Linked DNA regions of Oryctolagus cuniculus: region 1 is linked to region 2. Evidence: chromatin contacts called from public Hi-C data. All regions are on one chromosome and are shown on one strand. Each heading gives the region's core, a stretch centred on a gene start, on an enhancer-like site or on the middle of the called end of the contact. The rest is flanking DNA. Distances are from core to core; before and after follow the strand shown. Region 1 holds the start of GLI3 (GLI family zinc finger 3). Region 2 overlaps GLI3 (GLI family zinc finger 3).

Region 1 (6,416 bases), core at 3,726-6,225, 64 kb before region 2:
TTATTCTCCGGGAATGCCAACTGTGAGACTGATTATGTAAACTGCAGCTGCATTCGGTCACCTTCTATAGTTGTCTAAAGAAAGTTTAGTGTGATGAGAAATAAAGCAGAGCTGAAAGACAGAAACAGAACCCTGAAGAAATTATTCGAGCCCCTGGATCCTGCCTTGCCTGAAGCTTCCATAAATACTTGTGGACTTTTTAGTCAATCAGCCACCCACCTTTGCCCCTTCCACATTTAACTGAAGCCAACCTGAGCTGGAATTTCAGCACTTGCAACCGGAAGGTTATCAGTGCCCATGAATTATTCCTCTGGAATTTCCCAGTAATTAGTTGGGGGGCTTCTGTGCAGGGGCATGCGAGAGCTGCCATGGTGAGGGGAACAGCAATGTGACACGGCACACATGACGGGGGAAAAATGCAGAGGCCCCTGTGAAGTTGGATTCAGGCTCAGCCTTTGTCCTCTCAGTGGCACATCCTGCATTCTCTTCCCACTGTGTCTTTCAGAGTTGGTATGAATTGAATTGCATCCTCCCCTCTGCCAAAATGTCGAAGTCCTAACCCCCAGGAACCTCAGAATCCAGTCTGACTTGGAAACAGGGCTGTTGCTGATGTAATTAGTTCAGATGAGGTCATACTAAAGTAGAGTGGGCCTCTAATCCAATATAACTTTTGCCCTTTTAGGAAGACAGAGAGCAAGAGACAAAGGGAGATACCCTATGATGACAGAGGCAGACACTGGAGCGAAGCAGCTGCAAGCCAAGACACCACAGATTGACAGCCCCACCAGAAACCAGCAAGGAACTAGGAAGCATTTTCCCTTACAGGTTTCAGAGGTAGCAGGTGCCTGCCTAACATCAGTTTTGGACATCCATCCTCCAAACATGTACAATACACTGTTGTTGTTGAACCTAACCAGTTTGTGATGATGGTTTGTTATAGTAGCCCCAGGAAACTAACACAAGTACACAAGTATCTTCAAGTCTCCTCCTTCATTGCTGGGGGAAAAAAAACTGCCTTAAATGCTTAATTATTTTGAGAACTTACTATATTAAAAATTCCTAAGACATTTGCATTTGAAAAGAGAACTGATGAGAAAAGGCAGTAAGTGAATCTATAAAGGTGGCATTTCAGACCTCAAGGAAGGGCAACCTCAGAGTCTTGCAGGTCTCTAAATGCTTGATCATCATTCAACAGAGCTACCACCCGGAGCTGGAGGGCGCCTTTGGGTGTTTTAGCGCTGTTTCAAGAGCCACTGCAGAAAGGACAGTGGATGAGGAGAGAAAGGCACAGGTGGCTGTATTCTGAGACCTGACTCCAACTTTCATCACAGTTATTCTCTCTTATATTTTGGGATTTTCCATACAATTTTATTTGGAAAAAAGAGTTCTTTCTCAGATCAAAAATCATTGTGTGACAGCATTACTTAGCTCACATTAAGGCAAAATGCTTTTTTCACAATGATTTTCACAAATATGCCCACTTACTTGTTTACTTTAAAGCAGAAATTTTTTCTTCGTGGTCAAGAACATTAAGGGCATGATTTTTAGCTATTCTGATGGGCAAAAGAGGAAAGATTAGTTGTCTTTTCTTTGTTCTTATCTTTTTTTTTTTTTTTTTGACAGGCAGAGTGGACAGCGAGAGAGAGAGAGAGAGAGACAGAGAGAAAGGTCTTCCTTTTGCCGTTGGTTCACCCTCCAATGGCCACCGTGTCCGATGCACCATGCTGATCCAAAGGCAGGAGCCAGGTGCTTATCCTGGTCTCCGATGGGGTGCAGGGCCTAAGCACTTGGGCCATCCTCCACTGCACTCCTGGGCCATAGCAGAGAGCTGGACTGGAAGAGGGGCAACCGGGACAGAATCCGGCGCCCCGACCGGGACTAGAACCCGGTGTGCTGGCGCCGCAAGGTGGAGGATTAGCCTATTGAGCCCCGGCGCCGGCCCCTTATCTTTTTATAACTGAAAATTTATGTTTCACAGTGTGCCAGAAGACTGAAGGAAGAATCAAAATATCTGGTTTATTCTACTCGTTAATTTATTGGCTGTCCTTTTTTATTTTTTGCCATTGGGTGAACAGAGGCTATCAGGATTTATTATTTGCATTTATGAGATGGAGGTGTAAGCAGTACTTGAATTTAAAAAATCACGGATTCTGCAAGAGTGCATGAAGCAAAGAGTAGCTCGTAGTTGTCTGCAGTTAGAGAATTCTCACACACGTGTGTCCCTTCATGCTGTTCTACACATGTTCTCCCGGCTGACCCAGTCATCTGAGAAGTATGGAGCTTGTGGCGCCTCACACTGTGCCACCAAGGGGCTCAGAGCCCAGGGAGGCTCAGAGAATCCCCAGGCCCGAGGCCAGGTAGTGAGGGGCAGGCGGGGCCCCTTCCTGACTTCTAGATCGCTATGATGAACGAGTAGCGATCTTTCTATCTCTTACGGATTTACTTATGTTTATGTATCTGAAAGGTGTGGTGACACAGAGGGAGGGGGAGAAAGAGAGGGCGCTGTTCTAACTCCTGGTGCATTCCTGAACGCCCACAACAGCCAGGGCAGAGCCAAGCCAGGAACTTGGAACTCCATCCGGGTCTCCTGACCGAGCGGCAGGGACCCACCTTCCTCTGCCTCCCCAGGCACGTTCCCAGGAACCTGGACCTGAAGCTGAGAAGCCAGCACTCAATACGGGACGCAGGGGGCAATGGCCAGCTGCAAGCGGTTTCTCCTCCTAACCAGTGAAGAGGCGGGGTGGGTGTTTGGCCCCCTGATTACCACGCGCCCCCTGGGGCACAGTATCACCTATCTGAATCCCTGCGATTGGAACTGCCTCTCCCCCTTGCTCCTGTGCAGGGTCCCAGTACTTGAGTCCCTGCCACCCACGTGGGAGACCTGAACTGAATTCTGGGCTTCTGGCTTCAGTCTGGCCTAACCCCAGCCTTTGGAGAGTTAACCAGTAGATGAAACATTCTCTCTCTCTCTCTCTCTCTCTCTCTCTCTCTCTCTCTCTTTCTCTCAGGCTCTTTGCCTTTCAAATAAATAAGTAGATACAAATAAAAGGTATGAGGTCGAGAGAAATCTTAAACGAATGCCAGCAAGTTCCGCCAGTCCTACTTCATTTCCACCACCTCTAGCGCAAAAGTTCCTCAGGTCTTTGTGACGAGCAACAAGTCCTAGGAAACCAACAGTGACTCTCACCACCGATTCCGCTAGCTTTTCTCCAGTGAAGCATTCGAATCTCAAAATGCTCCTCCAATCCCAACACTTCAGCACTCCCGCACCTACTCTCCCGCAGCGATGGCACTTGTGGCTGGCGGGGTGGGGGTCTCCGCTTACCCCAGAGAGCAGGAAGGGACGCTGGAATGTCCCAGGGGGGTCTTTGCTTTCTTTCCGCTTCTTCCTCTCTTCCCCCCTGAGAGCGCCTCTGCTTTTTCTCTCTCTTTCTAAGCCACAGGTCCAGGCTGAGTGTACTGAAAGGGAGCAGCTGAATGTGGACCGGCCACTTGAGGAGGAGGGAAAATAACTTGTGCTAGCACGGGCCGCTGACAACACAAGGGCAGGGACACTCCGCAGCTCCGGGAAAAGCTGCACGTTGGAGTCCAGGCTCCAAGCCCAGGGTCTTTGTTTCTGTGTCCTTTACCAAGTGGCCCATGGGGACAGCAGGTTGTGCGGTGGCAGTCCCCACGCCCCGAGGGCGGACGAGCCCAGTGGAGAGGCCAGCCCTGAACTTCCAAAAGCATCCTCCCGCGCGCGCGCTAGAGAGTTTCGGGGTTGGCCAGGAGAAACGGGAGGCTGAGGGAGCGCCGGGGATCTGCGAGGCCTTAAGCGAAGGGGAGTCCTGCCTGGAGCGAGCGAAAGACTGGGGAGCCGACGGCCCCGGGTAAGGCGCAGCGCGGGCGCCCGGGCGCGCGGTCGGGGGGCGTCCCGGCGGTGCGGCGGGCGCGGGCGGCAAGGGCGCCGCTGACATCACGCCCGGGCCCCCTTCCCCTCGCCGGGTGGGTGGGGCCTCGGCGCGCCGAGCGGGCGCGGGGTCAAGGAGGGGGAAGAGGAGGAGCAGGCATGAATGTGTCTGTGTGAAGACGGGCGACGGGCGGAGCGGGCGGAGGGCGGGGAGGGAGCGCGCGCGTGGCTCGGAGCGCCCGGGCTCCCCCCGCAGCCCCCGGCCCGCGAGGCGCCGCCGCCGCCGCCGCCTCCTCCTCCTCCTCCTCGCCGCCGCCGCCGCCGCCGCCGCCGCCCGCATCGCACCAGGGCCCCGCTCCGGGCGCGGGGACCCAGCGGGCGGGGGCAGCGTGGGCCCGCGGCGCGGCCTGCCTGGAGCGAGAAAGCAAAAGTAAGGCAAGCCGCGCTCCAAGTTTTCCCAACTTCGCCCCCTGCGGCGGCCGGCGTCCCCACCGAGCCCGGGAGTGGCGGCGAGACAAGGGACGGGGCGGGGGCGGGGCGGCCGGAGCGCGAGCGCGCGGCAGCGCCGGGAGTCCGGCAACATCTGTGAAAAGTTGGGGGAGGAGGAGCGCGGGGAGGAGGAGGACGAGGAGGCGAGCGGGGCAGGCGGGGGCGCGCGGGAGGGACGCGCAGAGCCGAGGGACAACTTTTCCGCCCCGTGAGTAGCGCGGGGTCGCGGCGGGGGGCGCCTCCGCCCCGCGCGGGGCTGCAGGCCTGGATGGGACCTCGTTGCCGAAAGTCGACTGCAGGCCCGGAGGGGCAGACAGTGGGGGGGTTTCTTTCTTTCCCTCTCCCCTCCCTCCCGCGGGTGAACCAAATCAGAACTGTCACTCAGGGCCCGTGAGTCAGAAGGGATCGGATTACACGATCCCTGAAACCGATGCCGGAGCCGCACGGGCGGGCGGGCGGGCGGGAGCGGGCAGGGCCAGCGCCGCCGGCGGCTCGCACACTCGCCCTCGCGCGCTCGCGCCGCTCCCAGCCGCCCGCGCCGCTCTCCCGCCCGGCCCGCGCGCCCCGCGGCCGTCCGCGCCGCACCATGCCCGCGGCGGGCGCACCCCGCGCCCAGCCCGGCCGCCGGCGGTAGCCCGAGCCGCCCGCGACCGCGCGGAGCCCGGAGCCGCCCGCCCGCGCCTGGGACGCGGGTCTATGGGAAGTTCGGGGACTTGACAGCCGCCGCCGCCGCAGGTACGTCCCGCCAGAAGTTCTTTGTTTCGCGGGCCCCGCAGCCGGCTCCTGCGGCCGCGCCCCCGCCTCTGGGGCCAGAGGGGGTCCCCGCACGGCGCGGGGGGAACGGGAGCGGGTGGAAAATGGCTGTCTGGAGGCGCCGGGAGTTAGGAGAGCCACCCGTGCGGCGTCGGAGTGGGTGTTTGACTCGCGCCCTGCTCCCTAGTGCCCGAGCCCCGGCCATCCGCGGAGGGACGGGACCATCTCGCGCGCCCGGGAGGCGAGAAGTTCGTGACCGCCACCGCTGCGTCCCTTGCCCCCGCCCTGGCCGAGGCTTCGCAGGGACCGCGCGAGCCCCCAGGCTCCTGGGTCCCTCCTCTGCGCTCTGGGCTCCGGCGCCGGGCGCGCACGGCCCTGGGACGGGCGGAAAGAGGCGGGCGGCGCGGTGGGTGCGCGCGGGGACCGCCGCCGCGGGGCTTCTGCAGCCGGGGCTCGGCCGGGGAGGGGGCGGGGGTTTGGTGTGAGCGCGGGGAGAGGCGCGCCTCGTTCGTCATGGAGGAAAAGTGAAAGTTGTACCATCTGTGTGTGATTTGGGACTCTTATTTCTTTTCCTTTCCAGGGGCGGCAGAGAAAAAAATTATATATATGTATATATATATATATATACATATACACACACATATGTAAAAGTAAGCATGGTCCTTGCACTGCTAGTTTTAAGAGGCCGCGTTTGCACGGCGCAGAATGGGGTGTGAATGCCTCTACGGAGACAGTTACGCTCCCGAGGCGGGGCGGGAGGAGGTGCAGAGGGAGACAGGGCCGACCCCAGGCGTGGGGAGCCTGTGCCGCGACTTTGCAGCCGACTGCCAGATGCAGCCTCCGCAGGAAGATGCCAGCCCCGAGAGGCGCGGGGCCCCTGGCTTCCCTCGCTAACCCCGCGTGCAGGCACCGCTGAGCAGGTTTCTCCGTCGCGGTGCCTAGCGCGCCCTGATCCTCCTCTCCCTGGTGTAGACGGGCCTCGGGGACGGTGCTCGTGGCCCTCTGCCAGTTTGTATGTACATATATTTATGTAAAACATTTTCTCCCAGCTCCTTGCCAGCTGTTCCACATTTTCCAGCTGCCACTTCAGTTTGCAATGATGGACTGTCCGCGTCTCCAAGTCAAAGAGCGCTTTAGTGAGGGCTGCGGAGGGCCGGCTGCCGTGCGCATGCAGGGGCTGGGCTGGCAGGAACGGTCCTGGGAACACCCGCGCTCTCCTTCTCCCTTCCTTCCTTTTCCCTCCATGCTGCCTCTCCGGACAGAGCACGGTGCGCTTATTTCGCCG
Region 2 (6,775 bases), core at 2,045-4,544:
TTCATTCTCTCCATCTTGTCTCTTATTTCCCTGCATTCTGTTGTCAACATTGAACTATAGATGGCCTTTCAAAATCTTAGGTTATGCCACTCTGCTGCTCAAAACTCAAACATGGGTCCCTCTTTCACTTAAAAGTCCTTCCAGTGGCCTTCAATGTCCTGCACCCTCCGTCCCTCCTACTCCTTCCCTGTAGCTGCTCTGCCCCTTAGCTGGCTGTTCCTGAAACACACCAGGAAAACTCTTGCCTCAGGGCCTCTCACTGTCTCTCTCTCTCTGGCTGCTCCATTCTCTTCCCTCATATCTGTTCTGCTCACTGCCTCTTCCCCTTTAAGTCTGTGCTCAGTGTTGGTTTCTCAGTGGGACCTGCCATTGCTGCCTCCGCTGATTCCCTGGTCACCTGCCTGCCAGTCCCACCTAACACCACTCAACTTCTTGTTTTTCCATAGCCCTGCCAGCTGACAAATACAGTCTGTTTCCTGCTGCTAAACTCTGATCTCCAACAATGGGGATTCGAGTCTATTTTGTTGGCTGATAGGGCTCAAGTGCCAGGACCAGGGTGTAATTACTGGGCCCTTGTACACGGCGGGAGCTCAGTCTGTATTAGTGCCGTGAAAGAAGAGGCTCTGGTGCAGTCTGGTGGAACTCTTCCTTGTGCCACCGAAGCACTAGCTCACTTGTCTTCCTGATAGGGGCAGTGTGTCCCTGAGAGATCAGACGCCACTTCTTTTAGTTTTACTTAGAGGGTAGGAATGGACACATATGTCAGAGTGGTCAGTACAATGGCTCCGCTGTCTTGGTCACTGTCCAAAGGACTTCCACATGGCTGTGGAGTTAACTGTGGCCTGTGGTTTGCTCTTGTTGATGTGACTGTAAGCAGGGGTCCCGGTGGAAGCTGCAGGGAGGAAGCAGGTCAGTGCTCACTGTTCCCTTGGCCTGTCTCTTTTTCCAGCTCTGTAGCTTTGGATGTTGCTCCGTGTTCAGTTTGAGGATCTGCTGCAGCTTTCACGGATATTCCCTCCCGGCGCTGGGTCATTCTCTTCTCATCATCCTGTTCTCCTCCAGGAGAATGTTTGCTGTCTCAGGGTCCTGTGAGCTCCCAAGGGAGGACTAGCTGCCCCACCACTGGGGAGCCACAGCACCTCCATCAATACCTTGTATCGCAAAGTAGGGTGCTCAGTAAATAAGTGAATGCAACAGGGATGAATGAGTAAGTGAACATCAGCCCTTCTCAGTTTCTTCTTTTACGGTATGCTTTCTTGGATACTGCTTGGAAATTTGGGAGGTATTTGGGAGCAAGGGGAGATTGAGTTGCTGGCTGGGCTGCAGAAGAGGGTCGTTGATATTCTACTCTTGATTGATGTCCAAAGGTAGACAGGACACCTAGCGGAAGATTTGGGAAATGGATCCTTTGAGGGAAACACTCAGCAAATTAAGTTTTGGGCCCTTGATTTTTCATGGTAGCCCAGGGCTGAAGAAGCAGATTGTCCTGAGCACATACACGGTGAGGAAGCAGATGATCCCCGCTGCGTTCAGACTGTGGGGTGAGTCTGGGTACTGGGGCAGACAGCAGGCAGTGCCTCTCCAGGCATTGGTTGGCATGAATTGAAGTCTTGTCTTTCTTCTGATTGAAAGAGGAGTTCTTCTGGGCCAGGTACCTGGAGAAAGAGAGGAGTTGGGAATGACAGCATCAGATGTGAATGTGTGTGTCTGTGAGGGGGCAGGAGAGAAAAGATGCTCTCAGGAGGGCTGGCCCCTGGGCTAGTTTTGGTCCCAGGTAGGGGCAGGGGAGAAGGTTTAGAAACCTGAGCTGCAGCTGTGTTTCTGCAGAGGCTTTTGTGTGACCTGTGAACCTATGCAGGACACATCAGGGCCCAAAGGCCAAGTGCCACACAGCATAGTGATGGGGCATTCCTTGTACCTCTGCTCGGAACTCAGCGGCCTTGGGCATCCTGGCGGATCTTTTGGGATATCTCTGGGTCTGCTGCAGGGTAGGTGGACTAAATAGAGTAGGAGTTACGTTGAGTCAGATTGAAATAGGACTCTGTGACAGGCTTGCATGAACCTTTGTCCCCTGGTTGGTCCCCATCGCTGATTGTGTGGCCATCCTCACGCATCATGGTATCTGTGGCGTGAACTCAGTAGACACATTCAGACTTGGTGCAAATACGAGCACTGTCCAGGGGCCAGACCATCCCGAGGTGTGTGGGCTCTAGGGTCAGGCAGACATGGGCGGGTGCAAGTTCTGACTCCACTGTGCAACCTTTGGGAAGTTCCTACACCCGTTAAGCTTTGGTTTCCTCGTGGATAAGATGAGACTCATAAGCTTGTGGTGAGTGTTTAAGGAGATCAAAGATGTAAAAGTCTAATGTCCAATAGCCATTGTTACTGTTGTTAGTGTTATATATTGTGGTGAGTAAGCTGGAATCCAATTTCTCGCATAGAGGACTGCATGAGTTTTGTGTCTGTGCTTTTTCTTTGACGTATTTTCTCCCTGCAGAGTTTTATGAGGGAGGCTCCTGTTACTCCTGTTGTTCACAGCGAGGAAACCAAGGCCTCACAGGAGAAGGCTGAGGTGCGGGAGTCACGCATGCGGGGGCTCGTCCTGTGCACTGCATTCACACTGGCAACGCCAGTGAATGGCTTCATTGAAAGCATTTGTCACTTTGTTGGTTGCAGAAACTCAGGCTTACCAAGTCTGTGATCAGCTGGCCTCAGGGTCTCTGTGGAAACTTCACGGATTCGAAAAAGTTACACAGGGTGCGACTCTGGCGTGACATCCTGAATTCATGTAAATCAGGCAGGAAAGATACTTGGCCCCCACGCATAGACACACCTCGTGGCAGCCTGGGTCGGAGGTGCTGCTACTGAGAGCTCGCTTCTATAGACGGCTTCTCATGTGTACTCACTTGATGCTCCCTGCCAGCCCTCTGCTATCTCCACACTTTACAGATGAAGAAATGGTGCTGGGGAGTTCAGTGACACGCCCCAGCCGGAGCTGAGTGTAGTCACGGAGCCAGGCCTTGAACCCTGGCAGCCAGCCTGCTCGCCCGTGCCGTCACCCTCTGTGCGGCCCTGGGGGGTGGTTGATGAGCACAGTTCATCAAAAACGAGCTGTGATCCGCCGGATGAAAGAGGAGGTCTGTGCACATGTGAATGTGCTTTTGTGAACCAAAATGTGCTTCGGTTGTTTTCCCTGTGTGTCGGGGCAGAGGCACCGCGGACTCCCAGCGCGTCTGCACAGGGCTGATTGATGAGGGTTTGCTCCACTCCACCAGCTGGTCCACAACACGGAGCTTTTCACGTTCTGAGGGGGAGGAAATGAATAAACAGGCATTTGGGATGAAGCCGACCAAGTCTGTGGGTCTGGCGGAGAGACGAATTCAGTTGAAAGGAGTTTTGACATGCAGTGCAGGCTCTGCCTGACCCAGTTTTGCGGGAGAGTTCCCAGCAAACGAGAATCAGGAGATGAGAATTTGCATGTCAATTTCCCATTGGTTATAGATGCATTTCCTGGTTTAGGTGGACTAAGCGAGATGGCAGAGTCATCCGGGTATAAACAGTTGATGGTCATCCTTTCTCGACTTTAAATGTAATAAAATTGCCATTGATTTTGGACATTTAAAATGTTTATGTTTTATATTTTGAAGGAATCTTCAAATATCCATGGAAGATATTATACATAGATAATGTGAAACTTTGTATATAGTGTATGTATACACAATGTATATAAATATGAACACATTGTATGGATTTCAGAAATTTTTTACACCTAAAAAACTTTTAATCTCATTTTTTTCATAAACTTCTTGAAATTCTCTCATATTTTGACTTTTAATGCCTTGTATAAGTGTGGCAGTCTCATCCTATAGGCACGTGAAGCCATACTGCATTTAATTATTTTTAAGTCAAATACCACTAGGGATCTTCTTTCCATTGCTTTTTTTGTCCTTCAGAAGAAACATAAAGCCAGAATATACTTGTAGATTTAACATGGCTGGCCAAGATTTCTCTAATGCCTCAGCAAGTTACCAGAAACAAAAGCTACGTGGCAGTGGTCAAGTATGTGCCCAGCACAGCATGACTAAAAGTAGCATCAAGTTGTGGGGATGCAAATGGACGTGCTCTGCTTCTGTTCTAAGGGTCCCACAGCCCTTCCAGTTCTTCCTCACCTGCCCCTGCTCACCTGCTCTGGAAGGGGCAGCCCCTTCCCCAGCACCACTTCAGATGACCTTGTTCCCCCCAAATTCTCTGAACGTCTTTCTACTTTGGGGGAAGAAATGATTCAGAAAACACTTTGTGCTCATGAAAAGAGACTGGTTTCAAAAGCTCTGGGTGGTCCCTGGTAGATCCATTTGGGAAGCAAGTATGGGTAGGAAAGGAGGACAGGACAAGACAGAAAAAAATGGTTGGAGAGTATTGTAATATTTACTTGCCTTTAAATCAGAATAAATGGGCATCTTTCCACAAAAGCCAAAGGAGACTGCAAACTCATTGCCCAACTCTATGTAGGACACTCACCCCATTCATGCTGAGACTGAAAAAGAAATATTAATGCCAGTTTAAAAATCGCTTTTCAGAAATCAGGGCCAGACTTGGACCTCAGAAAGAAGTGATGTAAAGCTGCGTGAGATGTGAGGGAAGAGGAAGACAGGAAGGATCTGTGCATATGCAAGTGCATGTGTGTGTGTGTGCTAGGTGATCCGGGTGTGTGCATGTGCACACATGTGTTGTGTGTTAGGTTATCCAAGTGTATGCACACCACGTGTGTGTGTGTGTTAGGTGATCCGGGTGTGCGCATGTGCACGTGTGTATGTTAGGTGATCCAGGTGTGTGCACATCACGTGTGTGGGTGTTAGGTGATCTGGGTGTGAGCATGTGCATGCACGTGTGTGTGTTAGGTGATCCGGGTGTGTGCACGTGCACGTGTGTGTGTTAGGTGATCCAGGTGTGAGCACATGTGTGTGTTAGGTGATCCGGGTGTGTGCACGTGCACGTGTGGGTGTTAGGTGATCCGGGTGTGTGCATGTGCACATGTGTGTGTGTTAGGTGATCCGGGTGTGAGCATGTGCATGCACATGTGGGTGTTAGGTGATCTGGGTGTGTGCACGTGCACGTGGGTGGGTGTTAGGTGATCCAGGTGTGTGCATGTGCACATGTGGGTGTTAGGCTTTCCTGTTTCCATCACTTGTAGACCAGTTCTTGTCCACGTGTCCATCAGTGGTGCTTCGGTGCTCACAAAAGCTCCCTGTCCAAATGAGGCAAGCAGCAAGTATTTCATGAGCATCTACGTGTAGTACAGCCACCTGCAGGAGGAAGCACAGTAAGAAAACCACTGTTGTGATCTGCAAGGAGGAGGGGAGAGTAGCCCTAGGGAAGAGAGCTGACCCCCTCTCCAGCTGTCCGTTGTCCTGACTGCTTGTCTGCAGCTCCATAGCGATGGGATTTTTGCTTCTTCTCTGAACGTCAGTGCCGCAAACTATGGGATGTGGAATAATCTGCAGAGTTTGTAAGGTTGCTGGGAGAGTGATGTGAGACAGTGGGAGGGTGCAGGCTTCTTGGAGAGTCCTCTGTGGCTTCTGAGTACCCTCTTACATAGAAGTCATGAATAGTAAGTGAGGAGTTGTGTTAATTTTACTGGAGGAAGAGATCTCAGTTCCACTACCGAACTTTCTGCCCCTACTCACAAGCAAACATTTTGGAGGCCCAGGTCCGTGGATGGACTAGGAGGGTGGGAAGGTCTCAGCGCTGTCCGTTGCCCTGCTGTAGAAACTACTCAGCCATGGAGCAACTTGAATGGGCAACAGGGAAGGGAGAGGGCACCAAAGAATGTGCAGAACACAGCTCATGGGGCAGGTGTTGGGCCTGGTAGTTATAGCACTGGTTAAGATTGCTGGGTCGCACATCCAAGTGCCTGTGTTTGATTCCTGGCTCTGGTTCCTGAGTGCAGTTTCCTGCTAATGCAGTCTCAGAGTGGCAGCACTGACTGGTCAAGTTGAGTTCCTGCCACCCACATGGGAGACCTGTACTGGGTTCCCAGCTTCCAGTGTGTAGCCCAGCCCAGCCCTGCCTGTTGTGAGCATTTGGGGGAGTAAACCAGCAAATGGGAATTCACTTTCTCCCACTCTCTGTCTTAAACAAACATGAAAATTGAACACACAGATTTACCCACAAGTAGTATGATTTGACACCAGTTCATCCATTGAACCCACGTCTCACCATGTAATTCTACTGGGTTGACAGAATGCCAGCCCGAGCCCTGCATCCCTGGGCACGCTCCATGGCAGCCACCACGATTGTTTCCTTACTCCAGCCGCCTGCAGTGGCACAGCTAGGATGAGCAGAACCCCCTTTTCTGTTCAGATTCATGGTGGCGGTCTAGTGGAAACAGGGGGTGTTTGACTTGGAGCTGCAAGTGTGTGAGAGCCCGCCTTTGGAGCAGTTAATTTCATTTTATTCTTAGAGGCATAGACAGGGCACTGCTATATAATTTTGGGGGTAGAATATAATTATGGGAATAAAAAGACCCCATTGGATGCTTCAGGAAAACAGGTAAAAACAAGTCATGTCAGTCTTCAGTCTTTTCCATATTTTCCCTGTGTGTTTAGCCACCAACATGGGTAGCCAATGCTGACAGTTTTCTGCAGTGACTGGGGTTTCTCAGAGAGCTCAGGTGCCTGAGTTTCAACTAGTCTTAGCCAGGAAGTCGTGGAAACTGCAAACGTGAGTAAGTTGTGAGAAGCCCTGACTCAGGGCCTTTGAACCCCAGATACTACTT

What was found. Hi-C and Micro-C count contacts between places; a contact is called where the count stands out from the background.
Region 1: a Hi-C map of embryonic fibroblasts shows a contact between it and region 2, with 2.9 times the contacts expected there. The contact joins the promoter of GLI3 here to the enhancer-like site in region 2. A contact is called at or near these places in 2 of 6 Hi-C or Micro-C datasets (embryonic fibroblasts and psoas muscle).

The regions. Positions count from the first base shown.
Region 1 is chr16:32,229,585-32,236,000 of mOryCun1.1, reverse strand. It overlaps GLI3 (GLI family zinc finger 3), which reads left to right and starts at 4,975. Exons shown (of 15, transcript XM_002713771.5): 1 at 4,975-5,113.
Region 2 is chr16:32,164,035-32,170,809 of mOryCun1.1, reverse strand. All of the region lies in intron 2 of GLI3 (GLI family zinc finger 3), which reads left to right. Among named protein-coding and RNA genes, the nearest start is that of GLI3, 64 kb to the left of the region's middle. Within about 2 kb of position 3,294, at least 2 of the 8 cell types and tissues checked have an H3K27ac peak or open chromatin away from gene starts, as enhancers often do.